3 separate regions of the Mus musculus genome follow, and regions 1 and 2 are each linked to region 3. Evidence: chromatin contacts called from public HiCAR-type and promoter capture Hi-C data. All regions are on one chromosome and are shown on one strand. Each heading gives the region's core, a stretch centred on a gene start, on an enhancer-like site or on the middle of the called end of the contact. The rest is flanking DNA. Distances are from core to core; before and after follow the strand shown. Region 1 has its middle 67 kb from the start of Rwdd3. Region 2 holds the start of Rwdd3 (RWD domain containing 3). Region 3 holds the start of Dpyd (dihydropyrimidine dehydrogenase).

Region 1 (3,725 bases), core at 499-2,998, 2.5 Mb before region 3:
CCAAGCTGCTTTAAAATCCGATTCGAGTCTTGTTGGTGCTCAACACCTCTCAGATTTCAGAGCAGTTTGGCTTGTGAATTTTTAGATTCAGGGTGGTCAACTTGTATCATGTAGTTTTATATTTTCATTTCTTGGGCCATGGTGATTTTCCTCTGTAGCTCTCTTTTGCCTCAGCTTTCAAAGTGCTGGAATTACAGACCTAAGCCATCATTTGTAGCTCTAATTTATAACATTTCTTTAATCTCTGTAGAAAGCCTGTGATGACCCTTGGCTAAGATAAAGGCCCCACTTTGCTAGGTGTAAAAGTGAAAATACTTTCACTATTCTCATGTAGTAAGTGCTGTCTCTGATGTTAACTGTCTCCATTTTGTAATGTAGGCCTAGCCCTGGAAGCTTCTAGGCTCTGTACAATCTAGTCTAGGTCTAGAATGTTTTCAGCTTCTGAGACTTACTGCTGAGTAAGCTCATGTATTCTAGTTCTTTCTCCTTGTGAGTTCCAGGCCAGCCTGGTCTACAGGGTGAGTTTCAGGACAACCCGTAGCTAAGGCTACACAGAGAAATCCTGTCTTGAAAAACAAACAAATAACTCCCGTACAAAAATAAAACAAACAAACAAACAAACAAACCAAAAAAACCCCCCAAATAAAAAAACCCAAACCCCAAACCAAAGCCAACCCAAAACCCAACTAGCCAACCAACCAGCCAACCAAAAGAACAACCAACCAATCAAACAAAAGCAAAAACAGAAAGAAAGAAAAGAAAAAAATGAGATAAAAATAAAAATACAACTTGATTTGGACATTTACTCATTCTGAGGTTGCTCCTTTGTCCTAACACGGGCGCCTGGTGTGGTGAATACCCTGTTTCCTGATGCTGGCAGACTTGGGAATCCCTCAGTAAAGCAGTCTTCCCCATGATGATGTTATCTGTTTCTTGCCTAGCAGCAAGATAAGTATATCACGGACAGAGCACCTTCTGGGTGATCCTGCTCCAAAGGCACAGAGCCTAGCAACCCCCCTGCCGGCCTGCTAAGAAAAAGCTGACATCAGAGAAAGCAGAGCTCGACTTGAGTCCCTTGGCCTGACTCCTTTTTGGAGTGCACACTTAATTCTGGGTGAGGCTTACAAAGTGCAGTATTTTCTCCAGCCTTTGGACAACCTAAGGCTGCTCACACGGTGGGAGAAAGGACAGCCACTGCCTCTCTGACAAACATTTGGGGCTGTTGTATTATACCTTGCTCGCTAGCTAGATGAGGCGGGACAGTGACTGGTGTGTTTTTGGAGCTCTGACCCAGAGAGATTCCTCCTTTGTCACTTTATGCGGCTTATTATGTTAAGTGACAGAGTTGAGTCTATAACAACGTAAGCAAGATAAAATAGTGGTTCTCTAGCCACCCCACCCCTCATCTCCCCGTGTGAAGTCTCTTCCTTTTAACCACTCCGCAGCAGCAGTCATTATTACAGAGCAGTTATTTATTGGTCTTCACGCGTAAAATGAATGAGAGCTTTGCTAGATGTTTGTTGTTTAGAATGTATACATATTTTCAAGACTTTAGCTCCTGACACCGGCCGAAATTGCCATTATGAAGCTCTGATTTTGTACAACGGGATGGTGCTGTGGTCCCTGCCTCGCGGGAAGCTGGTCCGCTGTACATACACTTTCATTTTGCTGACTCGATGGAGCCTCTCCAGTGTGTACAGGCTGAAGCAGCCCCCAAGTTCCAGCAGGGGGTGCTGTTGAACTTCTGAAAAAGACCGTAGTTGGGAGCGGAAGGTGGGAAGCGGTGAATGTGGAGGGAGGCATGGGGCTGGTTGTGGGGAGGGGGGCGGGGGGTGGGTGGAAAAAAAAATCTTGGATGCGAAGCTGACATTTCTGTCTGAGGTGAGGCATGCTTTGCTGATGCCACACATGGAATGTTTCGGAAGTGTCAGTAATAAATACTTCTATCAGGAATCTTCATATTCCACACAGCTCTGCTTATCGTACCCCAAGGAGACTCCTACAAAGACATAGCTGTCAGGGGCTAATTTGGGATCTGAAAGCTATGGTGGTTGTCAGGCATCTTTCCCCGTGTGTGATATTTATCTCCTCTCACAAACAAACTGAGTGCAGGGTTTTTAATTAATTTCCAAGTGTCTCCCATGGTAATTTTCCCTCTAATATATTAATACAATGATTTAAGCCTTCATTCAGGAGCAGACTTTCGGCTGAAAATCACCAAAGGCTTAGATGGTGTTTAGTGTTATCAATAAGGTACACGTTCGTTGGTTTGCAGGGAATCAATAAAGTAGCCCTTCCCTCCTTTTTATTTTTAGAAGCATCAATGGGGTTTTTATCTCTTTTAAGTATATTAAGGAAATCATGGCCCTGCTGATTTTAGTTTTCTCCTTCTGATTGGAGGGAGCTCTCAGGCTGCTTCTCTTTATTGTTTATGGAAGATGTGCGTCAGGCAAAGTCTTGATTTGGTGACGAACAGATGAATTTTAAAAAGTGTTTCCCCTTCAGAAAAACTTGATTTTTTTTTTTTTTTTAAGAGAAAAAGTCCCAGAAGAAGAACACAGAAAGGGTCACACTTTGAAAGCAGTTAAAGTCAGGTAGCTGAAGAGCAAGTGAACTAACCTTTTCCCTGCCCCATACCCCTCTCAGTACAAAGCATGAAATACAAATACTAGCAAATTGAAGGTTTACTATTTGTTTCTCAAACAGTGTAGTTCACAAAACAAATGGGTGTGTGCTAATTGGCCAGATTTAAACATTTCACATTGGATATATATATAAATCTATATTCTCTAAAACATGCTGTATATAATACAGTTTTATCTGACAATTAAAATAAAATACATTTGAGAGGGAAAAATCCAACGAAAATGAAAGTGACATTTTGCATGGAAGCCACATTCAGAGTTTTATTTATTTTTTTTTTTAAAGAATTCTTATGTCTCTATTTAATAGTGTTATACTCTTGGCTCAAAGGTTGCCTCAAATTTCATAAGGATTTTTCCCCTTCAATTCACCTTTAGCATATTTGATTACTGGGGTGATAGGGCAGTTCTTGGACTATTTATCTTTCTCTAAAAACAGCATCCAAAAATCATTGGAAAAATTGCTGCAATCAAAGGAAATCCCCAGAATTTATATAGGGATTTTAATTATCTGTAATTAAAGTTTAAATTCTTAGAAATTCGGGAAACTCAGTCTTATAGGTCTGGAGATTAAATGTGTCATATTTTTTTTCCTGTGTGAGCGTTTCATTCTTTCCCTTGCCAACCTGTCACGTGAACATTTCCCCTAGATCCATTAGGCAAATTTAATAACCAAATATCTTTCTTGTGAGAAACGAGTTTTTAAAGTTCAGCATGCCCTGTGAATAATTTGTATCCCCTCCACCCACCCTGCCCCCTTCCCGGCCTGCGTGGTTGTTGTACGTAAGTGCCTCAAAAATCAACCTTTTAAGCACAGATTGATCCTGGCAGCTCTTATTTTATGTGATTTCCAAGGATCGGTCTAGAAATGCTTCTTAATTGAAATAGTTCTCCTCCTTTGGCTTTTATTTTATTGTCCTTCCCTTCTTGACATCTTGTACATCACATCAGAAGCTATTTTAGACACACGAAATGACAGCTTTCTCAGACCCGACTGTGGGTCCTGATAGACCTGCGCTTCTTCAAGCAGGCAAGTTGCAGGCGCCGGCTTCAGAGATGCTTTCCCCGGCATGATGGGCGAGT
Region 2 (3,791 bases), core at 335-2,834, 2.6 Mb before region 3:
CGCTGTTCGTGTTATTTCGTTCATATCACACATTGAATTTGAAAAATTAAAACAGGATGAGGGCTATTCAATTATTGTGTGGACCATTTAACAAATATGACAAATAATCAAATTAATATTTTCCATTACTTTTAGCAGTAACATTGGACTTTAAACTGAAAATTGAATAACAGAGTGGTGCTGTAAATCAAAAAGTGTAATCTTTTCCCCAAATCTCTCTAACAGTTAATTATGAACCCACTGAACTTGCTTGAACTGCTATTTTGGAAATAACTCAAAGGAACTATTTTTTTTTTCTTTCTTCTAATACAAATTGGTTACATTATAGATAATCATGTGTTTAAATAAACCTTTATCTTTCTAATTATTTGCACAGCACGGTTCCTAATTGCCTGGGGTCACTGAAATCTCAGGGCATCCCTGGAAAAGCTTTTCTTGTCTATCTCATCAGATTTCCTTTCTCTTCTTGGAAGCCAATTTCTCTTCCTTTTTTCAAATTGCCCTTTTAGCAATAGAAATGATGATTGGGATAGTAACGTGGCCCAGTTAAAATTATTCTGACTTGTAGAAGTCAGTGAAAGGAGTCACTGAAGACCTACTTAAATTCTTTGATGAACTCACAGAATGTTATTTCTGATACAAACCAGTGGCATGAGACCTCCCCGAGTGAGCCAAAGGACTCTTGGGAGCTGCAGAATTAAAAATTTTTATTTTGGGGGCGGGGGGAGTCAAATGCACCTAGACAGAACTACTTACCACAAATTAATTTTGCTTACTAAAGTCGAGGTTGAAACAGATGCATCACTCATTCTGTTATCCTATTGTTACTGCGAGTGTTTTGAAATTTAGGTCAAGATTCAAAGATGGTGATTTCACCATTAAGCTTCAGGGATCAGAGAGGTAATAGACACATTATGTTATATGCATCGAATATCACCTGAACCGAACCAAACCGAACCAAATCAAATCAACTCAAATCAAATCACTGTAAAGCTAGTTTTTGGCTTTGGACCCCATCTCTAAGGAGTCTCATCTCAGTCTTCCCTCTTCTTCATCTTGGACTGGAAAGAGGCCCTGGAATCTAGACCTTGTGTGTAATCCCGAGGCTAGTGACCAACCAGGTCAGTATCCTGGAGGTCATTATCGTTCTCTTTTCTGAAATATCCTGACCACGAGGGTCACTGACCCTCATGAGGACATGGAATTTGTGTTTTGCTCACTGTGGGATCTCAGGACACAAAGTTCAAAAGCCTGACAAGGGCTCGTTCGCCTTGTTTGGCTTTTCTTGTTTGTTTAGGTTTTTTTTACTCTCTCCATTTCCTCCTAGCCTGGTGAAGCACGGTGGGTTCACAGCCTGGTTGTTCTTGTAGGGGACTTTGGGGCTTTACAGGTCTCTCTCTGATCCAGAAAACCACAGAGGCCAAAACTCAGAAGGTTCTGGGCGGACACATGCCACGCCCATAAACACGCCCATCTCCCCGCCCCCCGCCCGGCGCCATCCGCAGCCGACCTGGCTGTGAGGCCGGGGCGCCCCCCAGTGACCGTAGGGGAGCTTTGCTCCGGGAGGCGGCGGAAGTGGCTTTGGGTTCTGGTCGCACGGATATGGTGGAGGAGGTGCGGCAGGAGCTCTCGGCGCTGGCCGCGATCTTCTGCGGGCCCAACGAGTGGGAGATGTTGAGCTGTTCAGGTGAATACCCTGCCTCTCACCCTGCGGCCACTGCGGGGAGTCGGGGACCCGGTGTCTTGTGGCCCTGGACAGGAGTAGGAGGGGACTGGGGGGTGGGGTTGGCCTGCGCTTGCAGTGCCCTCCCCTGAGCTCGCCCTCTCCGCCCCCCTACCCCGTGCTCTCCCGCAACTAGACGGTGCGCAGTGCCCTCCTCGTGAAACCCAGCTCCTCCAAATAGTCGGCATCCACCATAAGCATTTGTGTATCACGTCCCTGACAACAGGACGCTGTAGTTGGTTGTCAGCCACGTGGAAGGCAGTCAGGAAATGCTTGTTAAGGTTTGAACTCTCCAGAGTTAATTGCCTTTGACTTTATTATTAATTTTTTTTGTTGTTTTACTTAAAAATATTTTTATTTTTACGTTTTCCAGGCTGCTGAAAAATGGCAGCCGATTCCAGACTTCTGCTGGACGCAGCATGGAGACCTTCTCTTCTAACCCAGGCAGGGCACCGACCCTCTGAGAGTTTATAGTCTGTAAAGCTATTACTATTGTTGTTATTATTAATTGTTTTAAAAAGCTAAAATTTCATTCTTGTCTTGGCTTCCGTTAAGGAACCCAGACGCTCCACTCACACACTTTTAAATTTTTTTTTGGCGTATGTATGAGTGTTTTGCATGCCTGTATAGACCTGTATGCTGAGTGTGCCTGGGAGGCCTGAATAGGACGTTCAGGGGCTAGGAGTTACCGAGGGTTTGAGAGCCTTGCCTTAAAGGTGCTGAGAACTGAACCCAGGGAATAGTCAGTGCTCTTAACCACTGAGTGCCCCCAATTTCCCCCTTTTGGGAAAATGTGCTGATGCAAATTATTCTCACCCTCGCTGAGCTGTCAAATATGTCATGTACATTTTGAGGTCAGTGAGAGCCATCCCTCTACTGTTACAATGTAACTACGATTGTAATGGCTTTTCTGACCATAAATTGGCTTAGCTCTAGGAAGACAGTGTGAGATGTGCTAGACCTAAGGAAGCTATATCTATGATTAGGAGGGCTTTGGGTTTCCATAAGATAAGTCAGTGACCCCTTTCTCCTATGCCTTCTTGCATGCACACATCTACAGATCTTTGTGGTGATTTGACGTTTCAGGCCATGTGAACTTTCTAGAAAAATGGAGTTGCTCTCTTCTTAAGTGCCTAGACCTGTCTTGTATATTTTTGAAACTTCCTTAAGACCCCTATGAAAGGATTTATTGTAGGGATTTGCCACCCTCTTGTGATTGGGTAGCATCCTGATCGGTTAGCATCTCCTGTCTCCACAATTCTCTCTATTGGTAATTGCTTCTGCCGGAGGCAGCTATTTAAAGGGATCACTCGTGTCTCCGAGTTCTTGTATCGTGACTTACTTGCCAATATCTGGGAGAAACGAACCTGTGATGTCCTATGACATTTTAAAAAAATGGTGGTGGTTTGCATTATGACCAATCAGATACTGTTGATAGGTCAGAGAAACCCCCCAAAAAGAAGTGCTGAGAGAGAGGGGGAGGGGGTTGTCTTAATACTCTGAACACTGCGGCTCTTTATCTGCTCTTAAATTGAGCATGACTTCAAGTCATGCCTCCTAATTAATTTAATTCAGTGTTCTGGCATCAATAAGTAATTGAATTATAAAGGAATTCAGTGTAACAGCTTCGGACATTTTGTTTTCTAGAAGGTTCACTGAAGAGTAGAACAGTTCAGCGATTGAAGCAGGAATGATTGACACACTCGGGAGCTGTGAGTGAGGCAAACACCAAGTGTAGCAGGCTTCGTGGCTTCTACCCTCGCTGCCAGCGGCAGTTCGGGTTTCAGGGTGTCACTCTGTACCCATCATTTCTTCCCTGGCCTCCACCAGATAAGTCTCTCCTGTCTTAAGTGAGATTAGAAGAATATTGCAGAGGGCCTACATTTCTCTGTAAGACAGGAAGACCTGGGTTGACCCCAACGGCCAGCTCTTGAGGCCCTGAGCCGAAAAGTCTTGAATAGATGGGTTCAGTTTAGTGGGGAGTAATTTCTTTTAAGAGTTTTGAGGGAGTTTGCATCCTGGCCACTCATGTTAGAGTAAGTTCAAAGGAAGAGGCGCTGTGTGTAAC
Region 3 (3,636 bases), core at 278-2,777:
GATTCCTGACAACTGTAAAGCCTGGATGCTGCCAAAGGATTGCTAACTGATTTACTTTAACAAAACCAAAAATGTCCCAGGGGTGTTAAATCAAAGATAGTACCCAGAGACCATGACTTCGATCAGACATGGTAGGTATCCTGTGCCCTGCATGCACACACATATAGTTCATTATATCAGTCATATTGTTCAATAGCCAAGAAAGAAATTGTGAAGAAAAGTCTAAGTAAACTACACAGAGAAAGAAGTCAACACGTTATCCTTTGCTCTTACTGCTACAGTGGATTTATCAAAGGAAAATATGAAGGCTCTTAGAACACTATCAGCTTTCTTTTAAGAGCATATAAAGGTTCATTATCACTGACGGCAGGGTGCGGGGAGAGCAGGGTGCAGAAGAAAACCAGTTAGCTATCCTGCTGCAAACAGGTGTCTTTAAACTTGTATTTAAAGAGCAGAACAAACGGGGGAGGGGGAGGGGGAGGGGGAGGGGGAGGGGGAGGGGGAGGGGGAGGGGGAGGGGAAAGGGTGTGTTATTTCTAAGCAAACACACAGAAGGTGGGAAAAGGGGGCCGGGCAGGAGGGAAGGAAACAGTAAGGGAAGAGAACACGAATATTCTACAAAAGTTTTGTTTTGCTTTTATCTCGAAGAAAATTCCCTAAACAAAACGGAACTGAAACCTGAGAGACACAGGCTTTGATTCAGCGTGATTAAAATCACGGCCATAACTCAAATCTTTCTCCCAACACACACATTAAAGTATATAGAACTCAGAGGAAAAATTTTTTGCTATTTCAGGTAGGGGATCGTTCTCAGAAAAATGAGATTTTTGGAAGAAACAGAGAACAAGAGAGAATCAAACACTGTTGAGAGGAGAGAACAGAGCAGTTTGTGTATCTCTTTCCGGGGAGGTCGCACTTTCCAATGTCTTCTGTACTTCGTTCCATTTTTTCCAAATGTGAAATTAAGTGGTAAACAATACCAGGGCCAGCGCCGCTCGAAACAGCGGCCTGGATCTTGGATTTCTATGCTCCACTTTTGCATACTGCGGGGCTTTGTTATTATAGGTGGGTCACTGGGTGGTTGTCCCACAAAACCACGGAGGGGACAGAGGAGGAGTTAGAGGGTTCCCTGGGCGGGAAGTGGAGCTACTGTCCCCTGGAGTCCAAGCCTCTGCACTCTGAGCCTCTGGGTCACTATGACTTAGGGCAGAGAGAGACGGCCACTTTTAAGTCTCCTACGAAGTAACCAGGTCCTGGTGCCGGAGTACAGTGTCCAGCCTGGTCCGCAAGTCTCTCCCGGGGAAACTTCGCGGATCTCCAGCTCTGTCCCGGGTGCGCCCCCGGGCCTCCCGCCCCTCTGTGACCCTCCCACCCCAGGGCCGCGGTCGGTACCTCGATGTCCGGCGCGTCCCTGCTCAGCACACCCGCCATGGCAGCGCTTTCTGGCCTCAGACTCCCGCACACAGACCCTCCCTCTGCTGCAGCAGCCTCCAGCCCCGCACCAAAGCCTCAGCTTGCCCCAGCACTGGTGCACTGACTGCCCGAGCCAAGGCAATATGGAAGGGGCGGGGCTATGCTAAAGACACGCCTCTGGGGCGGGGCAACGCTCAAGGCACGCCTCACAGCCACACCGTTCCACTGGTCCCAAGCTGCCGGGCTCTGTTCCAGAGAATTTCTGGTTGTGCTGGCCTTTGCTCCCCAAGGTTGAGTTTGGTAGGCGGGTTTAGGTGTCAGAGATCCCCAGAATTAAAAGCAAACAATTGCGTCTTTGATGTTCTTCTGAGTTCTGAGCCCTGCAACGTGCAGAAACAAAGATTAAAGAATAAGATGTCCCAGAACTCTCCAGGGACCAGGGAGTACCTGTGTTCCTCTGGCCACCAGCAAATAGGCTGGAAGGATTTTTGAAGCTGTTCTGGGGGAGTAGTAGTATTGGGGAGCCTAGGGCACAAGAAGACAGACAGACATCAGTATCCACAGTCTAGAACAGCCTATAGTGAGATGGTTCTCAACCTTCCTCATGCTGCGACCCTTTAATCTGTTCCTTATGTGTGGTAATCCCCATCCATAAAATTATTTCATTGATATTCCAAAATCATAATTTTGCCATTATAAGTAGTAATGTAGATACTTGTGTTTTCCAATGATCTTAGGTGACCCCTGTGAAAGGGTCTTTCCACTCCCAAAAGAGTCCCAGAGGGGTCTCCATGCACATGTTGAGAGCTACTACTTTAGTGAAAGGGTATCTGTAGAGGATCAAGGCTTTCTTTCTGCATGGCAGTCCATGCCTATTTTTTTAAAAATATATAGTAATATTCTAAAATGTGACGTTCATAAATATGAACAGGGGTTGTTTATTTTGTGCATTTGGTCACATAGTTGGTAGGGAGAAACAATGATGTCATCAGACTAGTCCTCTCCTCAACTTTGTGGCAGCCTAGGCGCCAGACCATTTTCTAAGTCGGACATCTTCTCTCATGGTGCTATCTGTTTCTTTTAAGGCACACAGGGCACTTCGTCCTATTGGCTAGATCATGATAATTTTGGAATCATATGATTCCCTCCTCGCTGGTATTTTTCGTTACTTTATCCATTTTCTTTTAATTCGACATGTACTTAACGCTTCGTTTTGTTTTCAGTGTAACACTGCCATGTTGGGTTTTCTAGATGTGGTCTTCAAGAAGGCTCATCACTGCTCTGACAACAAGACTGGCAGGACACAAACTGTGGTGCCTGCACTTGGCAGAAAAAGAGGAACACATGGGGGGCAGTCTTGGATGCCTGGAGAGGGCTTATAGTACAAACCACCTGGTTACCTTTAAGGTCTTGAAACTTCCAGTGGTTGGACACATATTGTCCCTTCAATCAACTATTAGCACACACAAAAATTAATAATAATAATAATAATAACAACAACAACAACAATAAAAGCTAGAGGGTTAAATAGAACCCCCAGATTCACCCTTGGCTTCTGTATTCTCACTCATTCATTTAATCTTTCTCCAACTTTAAGGATTTTTCCATTCTAACCAGATCTTGAGTCACTTGGAAACGGGTATGTCAGCTTCTGCTGTTAAGTCTCCTGAACTCTAGAGTGGGATTCTAAATATGAATTAGCCCCCTCGCTCCCCCACCCACAAGATGTGACCTTTTTCAGTGGCCCAATGCAGCCCACATACAATTGGGGTTTGTTTGGTTGTTGTTATTGTTGTTGTTGTTATCCTTCTTGTTCATATCTGCGTGACAAGCTCCTGTCCACCTTCTACCTCACTGGGGTCTCTCCTCCCTAACAACTGTTACACCCACCAAGCATTGTTCTGAACTTTCATCTCTTCCCTGATTCTCCTCATTTCTCTCCCCAAGATACTGCTTCCCTTCTCACTAATCCTTGAGCCTCTGAATCATTCCAACCACCAAGAGAAATTAGACCTGCCCTGCCTACCTCTGCCATTCTAGCTTACAACAGCCTAGGTTTTTCTTAATGGTCATGTCAAGTTTATTTGCCTGCTCATTCGCATGTGACTTGCTTGATATAAGTCTTCTGTTTCAGATGCAGGTTCCAAAATAAACAGGATCAGTGTCTGACTTCGCTGTCTACTGAACATGTTGTTCCTTGTCTGGGCTTGAAACATACAAGAA

Evidence for each region. Promoter capture Hi-C pulls out the DNA fragments that hold promoters and counts their contacts. HiCAR-type assays count read pairs that join an accessible place to other places.
Region 1: a promoter capture Hi-C map of hippocampal neurons shows a contact between it and region 3, with 17 times the contacts expected there. The contact joins the enhancer-like site here to the promoter of Dpyd in region 3. A contact is called at or near these places in 8 of 39 promoter capture datasets (the 3T3-L1 cell line, cranial neural crest, frontonasal cranial neural crest and 5 more), 1 of 484 Hi-C or Micro-C datasets (ventral hippocampal neurons) and 3 of 115 datasets of contacts at active chromatin or transcription factors (embryonic forebrain, embryonic limb bud and stem cell-derived neural progenitor cells).
Region 2: a HiCAR-type map of astrocytes shows a contact between it and region 3, with 10 times the contacts expected there. The contact joins the promoter of Rwdd3 here to the promoter of Dpyd in region 3. A contact is called at or near these places in 3 of 39 promoter capture datasets (cranial neural crest, hippocampal neurons and liver) and 1 of 115 datasets of contacts at active chromatin or transcription factors (astrocytes).

What each region holds. Positions count from the first base shown.
Region 1 is chr3:121,103,019-121,106,743 of GRCm38.p6, reverse strand. No RefSeq gene overlaps it. Among named protein-coding and RNA genes, the nearest start is that of Rwdd3, 67 kb to the left of the region's middle. Within about 2 kb of position 1,748, at least 21 of the 459 cell types and tissues checked have an H3K27ac peak or open chromatin away from gene starts, as enhancers often do. A contact at or near this core is called in hippocampal neurons, where this site is marked.
Region 2 is chr3:121,169,488-121,173,278 of GRCm38.p6, reverse strand. Rwdd3 (RWD domain containing 3) reads left to right here and starts at 1,584. Exons shown (of 5, transcript NM_028456.3): 1 at 1,584-1,687. The coding sequence starts at 1,603.
Region 3 is chr3:118,560,071-118,563,706 of GRCm38.p6, reverse strand. It overlaps Dpyd (dihydropyrimidine dehydrogenase), which reads right to left and starts at 1,527. Exons shown (of 23, transcript NM_170778.3): 1 at 1,393-1,527. The coding sequence starts at 1,431.